Regions from separate parts of the Mus musculus genome. Here regions 1, 2 and 3 are each linked to region 4. A link is a contact called in public HiChIP or PLAC-seq and promoter capture Hi-C data. All regions are on one chromosome and are shown on one strand. Each heading gives the region's core, a stretch centred on a gene start, on an enhancer-like site or on the middle of the called end of the contact. The rest is flanking DNA. Distances are from core to core; before and after follow the strand shown. Region 1 holds the start of Pdia4 (protein disulfide isomerase associated 4). Region 2 holds the start of Zfp282 (zinc finger protein 282). Region 3 holds the start of Zfp212 (Zinc finger protein 212). Region 4 overlaps Zfp746 (zinc finger protein 746).

Evidence for each region. Promoter capture Hi-C pulls out the DNA fragments that hold promoters and counts their contacts. HiChIP or PLAC-seq counts read pairs in DNA pulled down with a chosen protein or histone mark.
Region 1: a contact with region 4 is called in an H3K27ac HiChIP or PLAC-seq map of embryonic stem cells, with 4 times the contacts expected there. The contact joins the promoter of Pdia4 here to the enhancer-like site in region 4. A contact is called at or near these places in 13 of 39 promoter capture datasets (the C10 cell line, the HPC-7 cell line, the SN4741 cell line and 9 more), 6 of 115 datasets of contacts at active chromatin or transcription factors (the SCID.adh cell line, embryonic stem cells, large pre-B cells and 2 more) and 1 of 9 other capture datasets (liver).
Region 2: a contact with region 4 is called in an H3K27ac HiChIP or PLAC-seq map of embryonic stem cells, with 4 times the contacts expected there. The contact joins the promoter of Zfp282 here to the enhancer-like site in region 4. A contact is called at or near these places in 1 of 39 promoter capture datasets (embryonic stem cells), 3 of 484 Hi-C or Micro-C datasets (brown adipocytes, nephron progenitors and pancreatic cancer cells), 8 of 115 datasets of contacts at active chromatin or transcription factors (bone marrow-derived macrophages, effector CD8 T cells, embryonic stem cells and 3 more) and 3 of 9 other capture datasets (adipose tissue, liver and pancreatic islet).
Region 3: a contact with region 4 is called in a promoter capture Hi-C map of embryonic stem cells. The contact joins the promoter of Zfp212 here to the enhancer-like site in region 4. A contact is called at or near these places in 7 of 39 promoter capture datasets (the C10 cell line, cranial neural crest, embryonic stem cells and 3 more), 4 of 484 Hi-C or Micro-C datasets (LSK cells, embryonic stem cells, extraembryonic endoderm stem cells and 1 more), 3 of 115 datasets of contacts at active chromatin or transcription factors (embryonic stem cells, epiblast stem cells and extraembryonic endoderm stem cells) and 3 of 9 other capture datasets (adipose tissue, liver and pancreatic islet).

The regions. Positions count from the first base shown.
Region 1 is chr6:47,811,716-47,814,841 of GRCm38.p6, reverse strand. Pdia4 (protein disulfide isomerase associated 4) reads left to right here and starts at 1,330. Exons shown (of 10, transcript NM_009787.2): 1 at 1,330-1,625. The coding sequence starts at 1,538.
Region 2 is chr6:47,876,204-47,879,575 of GRCm38.p6, reverse strand. Zfp282 (zinc finger protein 282) reads right to left here and starts at 2,021. Exons shown (of 8, transcript NM_146175.3): 1 at 1,740-2,021. The coding sequence starts at 1,904.
Region 3 is chr6:47,918,864-47,921,929 of GRCm38.p6, reverse strand. Zfp212 (Zinc finger protein 212) reads right to left here and starts at 1,362. Exons shown (of 5, transcript NM_145576.2): 1 at 1,181-1,362. The coding sequence starts at 1,204.
Region 4 is chr6:48,063,005-48,066,427 of GRCm38.p6, reverse strand. Zfp746 (zinc finger protein 746) reads left to right here. Exons shown (of 7, transcript NM_001163475.1): 7 at 1,476-3,423. The coding sequence ends at 2,596. Among named protein-coding and RNA genes, the nearest start is that of Zfp777, 17 kb to the right of the region's middle. Within about 2 kb of position 1,772, at least 33 of the 459 cell types and tissues checked have an H3K27ac peak or open chromatin away from gene starts, as enhancers often do. A contact at or near this core is called in embryonic stem cells, where this site is marked.

The DNA.
Region 1 (3,126 bases), core at 81-2,580, 250 kb after region 4:
GGGCTAAAATGATCTGCTTTAGACTCCAAAGTAGTTGAAACTACAGAAAAGAATTATATCAGAATAATAAAAAAGGTAGAACCATCACTGAGTTCTACAGAAAACACAAGAGACTGCAGTAATCTCTTGTGGTTTAACCTAGATAGAATCAATCATAAACCTCATGAATCCAGAGCATGTAGGTTGTGTGCCTGTCTAGTCTTAATTTAGTTTTCAAAACATATAATCTGAACTTCTGGCTGTGGACATGCATGCAGGAATTGTCACAGATACACTAGTAGATAGACAATCCCAATGGACTACTTCTCTAGAGAGAGATCTGCAGGAGTAAAGGAAAACACATATTCAAATTGGCCTAGGAACCTAGCCTAATAGTGCTAAAATGACAACCCAGGGGAGTAGTGATAAATACAGCTCATTTTCTCCTCCTGTATACATCAGAAAATATTGCAGGACTCTCTAAGATTTATTTATTTAGCCTCATTTGTCTTCTACGTCATATCATATGTTAATCCACAGGTGCTAACCCTAATGCCAGTACAGCTTTCTTTTCTGACATGCAAACCTAGTTTCTTTTCCAAAACACTCACGGTTATTTCTAGATCTAAATCACTAGATTGGTTATCTCTCTCTCTCTCTTCAGAAAAATCATAATACAAGGCAACGTTCAGACAAGACTCTGACTTATAGACTTAGTCATGGAGTCCAAGTTGTAATTTTTCTTTTCTTTCTTTCTTTCTTTCTTTCCTTTCTTTCTTTTTTTTTTTTTTTTGCGACAGGATATCACTAAAAGTCATGGGTCTCTGCCTCCACAGACCTGGAGTCAGCCCACCCAGCTCTGAAACAACTAATCTATTTCATATACCTCTCCGAACCTAGTATCTAGGAAAGAAACTCAAACTTTTATATGCTCAACAGAAAAAACAAGAAGCCAAAGAACAGGGGAACAGAGGCGGGATCTCTGATCTCACTTTTTCCCAAAAGTTCTGTCCTCTTTAGTTTCCTGCACAAGGACAGCCTCAGACGGACGAGCCTACACATGCACCCCACCATTTCCTTGAGTTTCTTACACGTGTTCTTCCTGCCAAGCTTGGCCAAAGGGAGCTGACCTCCCAACCAATCCCTCCCCTCGGAGTGCTCAAGCCCCGCCTCCCTGTGCAGGGCTGGTTGCCTTTGTTCTCCCCCGCACTCTTTCCGGACCTGGGCGCTCCAAGCAAACCGAGTGGCAGCCCGTGATTGGTGGTCGCGGCACAGCCAATCAGAAGGGGGCACCTCACACTAGGGCTCGGAGTTTTAAACGCGGAGCTGAGGGGCGCGCCCGCGCGGAGGGCTCAGGCAGCGGGGCGGGGCGGTGTAGGCGGGGCGCCACGGCTCTCGCCCTGATTCGTGCGGGGATTGGACGGGCCGCGGCTTCCTTACCTCCAACCAATCACCGGCCTGAACTTCCTGGAGGCTTTGGTGCGCTCCGGCGTCGCTCGGGAGGTCGGCGAGTGCTCTGCGGTGGCCGGTGTCTGCAGGCCCAGCTCTGCACCCAATCATGAAGCTCCGGAAAGCTTGGCTGTTGGTCCTGCTCTTGGCGCTGACACAGCTGCTGGCTGCTGCGAGCGCCGGAGATGCACACGAAGGTGAGCGGGAGGGCGGGTCGGAGGAGCAGCTCGCGTGGGTTGCAAACCTTGCTGGGGCCTGACAGGGTGCTTCGCTCACACCCCTGCGGAATTAGTGACCCGGTAGCAACGAACTTAATGGAGTTTCAGTGTAGGGCCGAATCTAGGGGTGTGGGCCTCTTTAGTTCCTACCTGAGACTAGGACACGGAGGGACGTGCCGAGTGCCTGGTTCGCAGCTCGTCTCTTTACCCTCACTACTGAGATTTGCCCCTTTGTTGAGTAAAATTTTCTGGAGAATACTCTCGTTTCCAAAACCGGTTTTAGAAAACGGAGGCGGGATGGCCGCTAGTAGGACCTGGAAGAGGCAGTCGCAGATACTGGGCATCTATATCAAGAAGTAGAAATAACTCAGGCTTTGTTTTCGTCTTTTATGGAAACTGGAGCTGCCGTATACAAGCATTTTATTCAGCGCCTTTTTTTGCCAGTCGCTGCACTGTGTTTTGAAAGTCGAGGCTGGTGGTGCATGTATTCTAGTAGGAACAGTATGTGTAACTCATAGACGTTATGCCCGCACCCTTTCTTCGAAATCCTCTACCGAAAACATAAAAACTTTGAAAATAGGAAGTACTAGTTAACGTTGTTCCTAGAGAACGGGTCTGATCGACACCTTTCCCTTCTAACCACTAACTTGTTGCCTACTAGGTTTAGTCTAATATAAACAAACCCCATTTTTAAAGTTTAGTGTGGAGGGGGAATGTGAACTTTATACTCCTAGGTTGAGTAAGATTCCTGTGGATCATTGATTTATGAGTCTTTGCCCAGGTAGGAAAGAGTAGAAATGAAGAGACTGCTGAAAGGGGCCAACTATCCGTCCTACCTATGAGTATATCTTGGCACTTTTGTCCAAACTGACTGAGGGCTCATTTCTTATAGAGACCCAAAATACATTGAAACAGAAAGAGGGCAGAGTCTTCATTTTAAGCAAATTTTTCACTTTTCAAAGCAGAATAGGCTTTGTGGGGGACACATGAAAGTTTGAGAACCAGTGTAGTTTGGTGTATGCTTTAAGAACGTGTTAAAAACTACACGGTTGTGAGACAGTGGTCAGTTTTAGGGTGATGTATGTTTGTTTGTTCAAGATGGGGGTCTCATTATGTAGCTTGGAGCTCATCATGTAGACCAGGCTGGCCTTGAGCTCAAGAGCTCTGCCTGCCTCTGGGCAGGGGTTAAAATGCCAGGAAGTGTGAAAAGTGTGACTTCTTGAGAGGCCTGGGTGAGTGGATTTCAAAGGTTGTTTAGACTAGCCAGTGGTATATCTTTTGGGTCACTGGTGCTGTCTCTGGGGGAGTGTTTGCTCTTGGTGAACCCAAGAATCCCTGGGGTGTCTGGGCCAAAGACAGCCCTCTTAGGCTAGGTTCTCAGGTTTGGTAGGGCTGGCAGTGTGGTTTAGTGATATATCAGTTACCTACCATGTGCAAGGTATTGCACTGCAAAGGGAGGCAGAATGCAGTTTCACTCATT
Region 2 (3,372 bases), core at 772-3,271, 190 kb after region 4:
AATCTCTCTTGCAGGTTGGGGCAAGAATGATTATCTCTGCTTTAAAGATGATGAAATTGAGGAACAAAGAAGCAGCTGGCCATTCTTTAGCACCGCCCTGCCCTGCCAACTGGCAGGGCTCTAAGTGCCACAGATAACACAAACACTTTGCAAACATGCAATCACTGCCATGTCTACTAGGCCTACCAGAGATACTAGGCTGGATGGTACACCTGGCACTGTTAAAATTCCACACACTGCTACTTTTTCATAACTGTGCAAACTGGAAATAGGTTTACTAGACAATAGCACTTTTTAACAGGAAGAGGGACATTCTTTACCCCTGTGAGGGCTACAACAAAAACCTCGTGGCTCCCTTCCCTGCTTCCTGATGAGGGGGTTCCCCATGGCCCAGAGCCTGCCTCTTTCTCTTCTACTAGATATAGGCTGTGTGCTGAGCTCTACAACAGAGAAAGAAAAGTGGAGGTTGGTCAGGGTGTGCGGGATGACAACACAGACCAGAAGATATGTCCCTTTCTCTCTTGGTTCTCTCTGCTTCTGGTGAAGGGGCCCTCCAGTTGGGAAAAGTGGAATCCTATTGCTTTGAAGTGAGCCGGACTGACTGGCTTTTGACAATCACATGAACTATTTTCCTCAAACTCTGAGAAGCTGTGATAGCCAGAAGACTACCCCACAGCATCTGAGAATTCCTCTCTGACATGGGAGTGAGAACAACAGGACCCTAGGAATGCCAGCCCCTGCTGGGTCCTGGTGGCTGGATGGCTGTCAGTGCCATCCACTGGGCTTATGGAGGCTTCACCGGGGCCTTGTTCAGAGAAGGGGATAAGACTGACAATGGAAGTGTAGGAAGTCTGAGGCTGGTTGCATTTCCGCAGGTTTGAAGACCTACAGTTGGTCATTTTGCTCAAAAACAACCAAAGGTCTTCATATTGACTTGTCAAGTCTTAAGTCCTGACTGAGAATCAAATGGGAACACAGGGGTGGCTTCTTCAGAGTCCAGTCTTCAGGTAACTCAGTCTCCCTTCTGAGACAATGATGTTAAACCACGTTAACCCTTCTCCTTGTGCTGTATACCCAAGGCCGTGCCAGCTAAGTCCTAGGCACCCTGAGATCTCCTACGGAGCCTAAAGAAACAACTGGAGCCTTCTCTCTCACCCCCAGGACCCCAAGACAACGCTCGGGGATGCGGTTTGGGCGTAGTCAGTTGTCTTAGGCTGCTCTGGCGATTCCAATATGCAGGCAAGTTTGCCAACCCAAGATGACAAAGTCCCCTCCCAGTCCCTTCCCTGGCTCATCCGTTCTACAGAGGAAAAGTGGGCTGCTCTTTATAGTCGGAAAAAGACAGCAATAAAACAGCTTTAAACCCTTTTATTAAACTGGCTACAGTGTAAACATGGTTAAACTGTTCCCTCTGTGGGCCGGGAATAGGCCTGCCGCAAACCCAGGCGGGTCGGACGCCAAGAGGAACCCGAGTCCCTGCTCAGTGAAGCGGCCACTACCGCGCTAGGTCCCGGGCAACACAGCCCCGGCTTCCGCATCCTGCGGGCCCCGGGTCCCGGCCGCACCGGCCCGGACAGCGGCACCGTGGCAGCGCGGCAGGGCCTGGCGCTCCGGGCCTGCACCAGGCCCGCTCCGCCGTTCGCCCGGGGCCCCGGCAGCCGCGAGGCTCCCCGAGGCCCGGCCCCGCCCCGCCCCCACGGCAGCGGCGCGGCCATGGCGCCCGCGGGCGCTGCACCCACCTGCATGGGCGGCATTCCCTCGGCCATTTCCGCGCGTAGCGCCGGCTCCTGGTGGCAGACCTCCTCCGGGGGCAGAGCCTGGGCCCAGCTCCAGCTCCCGCTGTCCAGCCCCAAACCCTGGATGCCCAGCTGCTGAGGCTGCGGCCGTGTTGACACAAACTGCATCCTGGGAGTGCTGTTCCCCGCTCGGGCCGGCCAGGGAGAAGAAGAACGTTTTCCAGGCGCCTTCCCCCTTGCCGGGGCCGGACAGCTCCATCTACAGCCCGTAGGAGCAAACAGTCCCCTTCGGTGGCGCTCCCCGCCCTTCGCAGCCGGCGCGCCAGCCAATGGCCTCGGAGCTCCTGCCCGCCTGCAGGGCTGGACGGGGGCCACTCCAGGCTGGGGGCCACCGCCTCCCCCAAAGAAATCTGACGGCGACCGCCGGCCTCTAGGTCTGGCTGGGGTGGTCGATCTTCACGTCCCAAGCTGCGGCCTGGACAGTGGGGCTTGCTTTCTGTTACTTCTAGGAATGCATTGGACATCCCAGGAGAAAATGGTGCCTCACCCTTGTAAAAATTTTACCCAAATATTTTCTGAACACCTACTATGTGTCAGCTTTTGCTTAGGCATAAGGTGGGGTTTTTTTGTTTGTTTGGTTTTTTTTTTGTTGTTGTTGTTGGTTGGTTGGTTTTTTTGTGGTTTGCATACTCTTCTTCGGTTTAAATTGCAACATTGCCACTGGCTGTGATTTTTTTTTTTTTTAACATTTACTGTCTCTGAACCTCCTATGTTCTATATAAATAGGGTGGGGTGTTATGTTTGTCTTATTTTAATGTTGAAAAATTAGGAACTAATGCCTGGCACATAGTAGGCTCCCAGATACTTTTGCTAGATGTGGTGTGCACACTTTTTATTCCTAGCACTTGAGAGGTAGAGGTAGGTGGAGTTTAGGGCCAGCCTGGTCTCCATAATTAGTTCCAGGCCAGTCTAAAAAAAAAAAAAAGTAATTACCCATCAAAGATAAATCCCTGTAGGTTATCTGTAGCATATTGTCCACTTTGTCTTCCTAAATGGCCAGTCCTTATCTTGTCTGGACTGAGCTCTCTAAGGCTTATCACCTTGTGGAAAGTCAGACCTGGTGGAAGCCATGAGTTCTACTACACTTAAACTTGAGAACAATATGAAGCTACGGGGAAGGGTGGGGTGCCAGAGGGGCTATCTTCAGAAGGACAGTTATCGAGTGCTTTATTAGGTATGCTTCCAGGATATATGAATGAGTATTTCATAGACTCATATTATCCTCTATGAAGGTTATGCTCCAGAAGTCAGTGATTTTTTTTCCGTTTCCTGGTTACAAGTTGTGCATGCATGCAAGTGCATATATCTCACTGTAAACATCACGTCCACTATTAGTAGAGGAACCGAGTAAGCCCAGCCTGGGAAGCTCCAGGCAAATGCTTTTCTACTGGCAACCCACATCTGAGAAGACATTTTCTGACCTATGGGATATCAACTCTATATTCTCTTTTCTAGAAATGAGAAACAGAGGACTAAGTTAGTCCCAAGTGTTTAAGCTATGTCCTCAGGATAAAATGATTACTATGTCCCTCCTTAAGTATGTAGTGAGTCATATCAATGTTCCTTTTTACACAGA
Region 3 (3,066 bases), core at 113-2,612, 140 kb after region 4:
AGGCAGCCAGGGCACAAAGTAAGACCTTATTTTGAAAGATTAAAAAACAAAAACTAAACAAAACAAAAAGACAAGAAAAATACTTATGCCTGTAATATCTGCAAGTTGGGAGTCAGAGGTAGGAGTTTACAGTCATTCTCAGATAGGCTAGGCTGGGGCACATGAGAGTTTGCCTCAAAGCACAACCACTACCAAACAAACCCCAGCAGAATGACTTACACCTGTAAACTTAGCACTGGGGAGGCTGAGTCGGGAAGATTGTCATCAGCTTAAGGACAGCCTGTGAGGCTCTGTCTCAACAGTGAAAAGCCAGTTCAGGTCCATCTATCCTATTTTCCTATGTTAACCTCTACTGTGACACAGTATGAGGAGACTGGAGCCAGAAAAAAAAAAACGTAAAAATGCTTACAAGGAACTCAACATTCTCAATTCAAGTTAAGGAGACAAAGGCCTAGAGAAGTGAGCATAGACTGCCTTCCGAAGACCATGCACTGAATATATAGATAGATGAACGCTGAGTTACGGAAGATATTCCTCAAACCAATTTTCAGTGTCTTCACATTCTCTGAAAAGAGAGACAGCTGGAAGAGGCGGTAAGCGGATAACAATGCGCACCCACAGTTTTGTAAAAACAAAACAAAACAAAAAACAAGCAAGCAAACAAACAAAAACAGCAAATACACCAGTCCCCAAGGAGAGAAGGCTTCAACCTGTGGCTGCAAACTCAGTACAGATAGCTATGGCAGAACATGGCAACCGGAGCAGAGCCCCACTGGTCGGAGAGAAGCCCTAAGTCCTGGGGTCTTCCGTAGCTGAGCTCAAAGGCAACAACCCAAACCCAGGGTTTTATCCCGCGCCTTCACTCCAACTCAGAAAACGAGTCCCTAGTTGGCACGAAGCAGGAAAATATGTGGGCGCAGTCACAAACAATTCAAAAAGCCTCGCAGAAGTTTCTGCGGAAAGACGCAGAGCATCCGGGCTCTGAGCCTGACGCAGAAGGACCCAGGGAGCAAGCGAGCGGGCGGGCGGGCGGAGGGCGAGGGTACCGGGAGGGAAGTCAGCATCCGCCGGCGCCAACGGCCGCGGAGGAAACCAAGCCTGCGACCGAGCGCCTCAAGCCCCGCCCCGGGCAGGGCGCTGTCTCCCCCAAGGCCCTCCCGAGCCGGCCGGAGCACCTTACCCGAGTAGGCGTCGACTCCGCCATGGTCGCAGTCGCCCCACAACACCGACTGGCGGGATACTGCTCGAACTGTACGCCGCTCCGCCAGACGTCCTCACCCTCCTGGAAGCCGCCGCCGCCGCCGCCGCCGCCGTGTTGATACAAGGTGCATTCTGGGAGCGCTCCCCACCCCCAAGAAGAGCGGCAGCGGCTCCTCCTACCGCGCGGTATTTCTGTTGCGCCACTGTGCTCCTGGAAGGGGAACAGCAGCCTGGAAATTCAGTCATTGAGTGTGGGGTGTAAGCGTAAGGATTCTCAAAATCAAGAGCATTTTCTGAATTTGAGTCCTGCACTCCGCGAAATGCTTTAAGAGATTCAAATATGTGCAAGTTTAAAAAGGCGCGGGAAGGAGAGAGAGAGAGAGAAAGGCGTAGGGAGGAGAGCGTGGGGACTAGTAGAAAAGGAGGCTAATGGGGGTGGATGTGAACACCATACGTTCTGGACTTGCATGCAATTGTCAAAAATAAAAATAATTTTTAAAAAATGTGTACAAATGTGTACACCCTTTTCTGTGAGGGAAGAACACAGCTGAAGCTAAAGAAAAGGTGAATTCTCATAGGCAAGTGATTTTCTTCCATGCTCACCTATGACTTGGCTTTTTCTGGTCAATCCATTATAGAGTGTTAATTATGGTAATCACTTGCATTGCAGAATTCAAGATAGCCTTAATCACAAATAATTAACCTAGTCCTCACCGGGCAGTGATGGCTCATGCCTTTAATCCCAGCACTTGCGAGGCAGAGGTGGATGGGTTTCTGAGTTCGAGGCCAGCCTGGTCTACAGAGTGAGTGCCAGGGCTAGAAACCCTGTCTCAAAAAAACTAAATAAATAACCTAGTCCTCATGCCAGGGTGCCAGGGTATTAGAGGCAATGTGTTCTGCATTCTGGCTTGGAAACATCTGGCCACATCATTACCACCCCAGCGCTCAGGTGTTTGAGGCCAGCCTCAGCTATATAGTGAGTTTTTGACTAGCCAGAAATATCTAAAGAGACATTGATCCAAACAACACCCCCAAACCCAGTACTTGCAGTACTCAAATGCCTCATTTCCATTACATTGTCCTGGACATGCTGAGTGAGAATGACATGAGTTTCCACTAAGTGTGAATAGCTTCCTCTAAGAATTCAAGTACTCTCACTAGACTGGTCCCTTCTTCATTTTTCTGCAAATGATCCCTGTCTACACTGACTACAACTAACAACTTTCTCTAGAACCCAAGCCGATGGCCTGCTGAAAAAAAAAATTCTCAGCATCTGTTTTAACAGGCACTTAAAAACCTACATTTATATTAAAATAATAATAATTTTTTTAAAAGCGCTGACTCATTTAAGCCCCCCACAGCAGTCTGGGTGTGTCTGTGCCTTCATTTTATCTTTGTTTGTTGCCTTTGTTTGGATCAAATTCCTGCTTGACTCCATAACCGTGTCAATCAGTTGAGTGTGTCTACTTGTCCCATCTCATCCCCTTTCAAGCTGAAGGCAGAGGTAAGTCATTGTCCTGAACCAGCAGTCACCTTGAATCCCTGGAAGAGCAGAGTGTAAAGGATAGATCATGTCTCAGATAAGGGCAATTATCCTTGTGTGTGAAGCTGTACCCTGGAGCAGACCTCATCTTGTAAGAACCAGATGGATCCTCTTAAGCAATTCAATGGCAGCAAGAAGGACTTCTAATCACTTCACAGAATCAGAACTGGGACAGCGATCATCTAGACCATTTATTGACCAAGACAGCTTAATTACGTGACAAGGACTAGCCTCAGCTTGGAGAGGTGTTCTGAGTGGAGGAGTGTCTGGGAACAGTGAAACAAATGACTCAAAGTCAAATTGTGGGTCCAAGCTGACGGCCT
Region 4 (3,423 bases), core at 523-3,022:
TACAGGAGTGGCAGGAGAGGAGAGTGACTGCCTGAATGGGCACTCTGTTCTTACTGGTGACTGTCCCATGCTCTCAGCCAGCATGCACTTAGCTCACGGCTCTCTGTGCCTTCTGCTCTATCTCCTTCAGAACTCTCTGACTTAAACAGCCTTTCTTGAAAATACCCGTTTCTTACAGACAGTTCCTTGTTAAAATAAAATAAAATAAAAAATCCATATTTTTCCTCCAGGCCCTTGCGCCCGGGATGACAACTGTGAGACTAATTATTTATTAATAAATGTCTAGGCCACAAGATTTGGCTCATTCCCTGACTAGTTCGTAACTGATTTAACCCATTCAAACTGTTCTATGCCTTCCACATGGTTAGTTAACTCACCTCAGCTTCATGCATCCAAATCCAGGTCCAATCTCCCTTTATAATAACCTGAGTTCAGCTATATGGCTGGTTTACCTCCACGTCCTCTGAGTTCCGGTCGAATATCCCGCTTCCCTCTCTATTTCCCAGAATCCTCTCTCTTCCTGCCAGTGTCCCACCTCCTATTTCCTGCCTCACCTTATTGGCCATAGGCTTTTTTATTGACAGGTATTGGCTTAAAAGAGATTCTCCCTATAGTTCTTTCCTCAGTTAGCCAGTCTATTCAGATAAGCAGAAGTCTTAGAAGATAGGCCTTCCCCATCCCCCAGGCAACCTGTGGCTTCCAGGCACAGTTGCATACAAACAGAGCTAAAGCCACTTCTAGATACCAGTACTGCCAAAGACAGCAGAAGCCAGAGTTGGGAAGAACAACGTTCACATTCTTGTATTCGTGTTCTTTTGTTTGAAGGCCAGTATTCTGTTACCTTAATAAAAAATTTCTGTCATCTTCTTGCCACCCCCCACCTCAAAATATGCTAAAACACTGAGAGTCCTGTTATGGGGCCTTGAGGTTGAAATTCAATACATTTCTATAAAGTCAAACAGTTCTACTTGTTCGTTAACATTTTGGTCATCAGAATAACTGCAGTACTGTGTACCAGATGGTATGCCCAGGGACCTTTCCATGTGTCGTCCTGGCTAATCTTGCAGCCCCATGAAGTTGGGCATTCACAGTGAAGCTGTGGCTAAGAATGTGCCTGAAAGCTGTACAGAGTCCCAGACACCTCAGAGTGCAGGCCCTATTTTTAGTACACGACGACCATTCTCAAAATCTTTTTTAGAATAAATTTGTAATTTACTTTAATGGCCAAAGAAAGAAAAAACAGAATCTGGGGGCCAAATTTGAGGGCTACTTTTACTGTGAAGTCACCAGGCCAGATGAAGCTTTTGGCTAGCCTCACCCAGAGTGGGGTGCGCATTTTAGAACGGTAGTGAGGTCCCAATGTGGTGCTCCATAGGGCTGAGTAATTGCCGAGTTTCCAGATGAAGGTGTCTGACCCATTTTGTCCTTTAAAAGTGTCCAGAATGATCTCTGCCCTACTCTCTGTCTTTTCTCAGCAGATGTAAAAATTGTTATCAAAACAGAAGTCCAGGAAGAGGAGGTGGTGGCCACACCTGTTCATCCCACGGACCTGGAGGCTCATGGGACTTTGTTTGCACCAGGCCAAGCCACAAGATTCTTCCCTAGCCCTGTCCAGGAAGGAGCCTGGGAAAGTCAAGGCAGTTCCTTCCCCAGCCAGGACCCAGTGCTAGGCCTGCGGGAGCCCACTCGGCCAGAGAGGGACATTGGTGAGCTCAGTCCTGCCATAGCACAGGAGGAGGCTCCTGCCGGGGATTGGCTCTTTGGCGGAGTCAGGTGGGGCTGGAATTTCCGGTGTAAACCTCCAGTGGGCCTGAACCCGAGGACGGTGCCCGAGGGGCTCCCTTTCTCATCTCCAGACAACGGAGAGGCCATCTTGGACCCCAGCCAGGCCCCAAGACCCTTCAATGATCCCTGCAAATACCCTGGCCGGACAAAAGGCTTCGGCCACAAACCGGGGCTGAAGAAGCACCCGGCGGCACCACCCGGAGGCCGGCCCTTCACCTGTGCCACCTGCGGAAAGAGCTTCCAGCTGCAGGTGAGCCTGAGTGCCCACCAGCGCAGCTGCGGACTGTCCGATGGGGCGGCCACGGGGGCAGCTTCCACCACTACTGGAGGCGGAGGTGGTGGCAGCGGCGGAGGAGGAGGCAGCAGCGGAGGTGGGAGCAGTGCACGGGACAGCAGCGCTCTGAGGTGTGGGGAGTGTGGTCGCTGCTTCACACGCCCTGCACACCTCATCCGCCACCGCATGCTACACACTGGTGAGAGGCCCTTCCCCTGCACCGAGTGCGAGAAGCGCTTCACAGAGCGTTCCAAGCTCATCGACCACTACCGAACGCACACGGGCGTGCGGCCATTCACCTGCACAGTGTGTGGGAAGAGCTTCATCCGCAAGGACCACCTCCGCAAGCACCAGCGCAACCACCCTGCAGTGGCCAAGGCGCCCGCACACGGTCAGCCACTCCCACCACTGCCGGCTCCTCCCGACCCTTTCAAGAGCCCCGCAGCCAAAGGACCCATGGCCTCCACAGACCTTGTGACTGACTGGACTTGTGGCCTAAGTGTTCTGGGACCCAGTGATGGTGGTGGAGACCTGTAAGGACCCCAATCCTCCTGTGGCCCTTGCAGGCCACGAATGTACAGTCCTGAGTGCAGATAGCAGGATGGCCTGAAAGCTCAGAAGCAAAAAGGGAGACTTGGCAGAGAACCAAATTTCCATGTTGCTGAACTGATCACTGGAAAAGACTATCGATGCAGCCTCCACCTTAAAGTAGAATTCCAACTGTGAAACTCAACACCGTATAGGATCTTAAGTAATTTAATTACCCATTTTTTGTTTTTTCTCTTTAATTCTTGAGGAAAAAGCTGGAAAACAGTAGCAACAACCAGTTAGATTTTGAGGTGTGGCTTTCAGAGGTGTATGTTCACCGTGTCTTACCAGTGTTAGAAAGATGGTCAGTGGGAGAAGGGCACTCCCAGCCATGGACCACACAGCCCTATGGGAGGTTGAGTTCCAGGTCTGTCCAGGCATGTTGGGGCTTACACTCAGCAGTAAGAACCCTACTAGAAGCAGCCCTTACCTTCTGAAAAGACCCTTTAAGCCAAGGCCTGACTTTTTCCTGTTTTGAGCCATCTGTGGTACCTGTCCAAGGTGGTAACTCCACTATAGTAGTGACTCCTTGGCCTGGCTAAGAAGAATCATATGGAGCTGTAGTAGTGTTAGATCTGAAGTCACAGGAAGCCAGGGCCTCCCATCTTGGGCTATCTCCATTACCCACAGATGCTTCTGTTGGCTGCCCGTTGTGTAGTATGTTCATTTTCAAAATGGCTTCACTGGTTCCACCTCACATCTCATCCCACCATTAACCATGACTTTGGAAAGCAGGCAGACAGGCAGTTCTTCTTAGAGAATAGGAAATAAAGGGC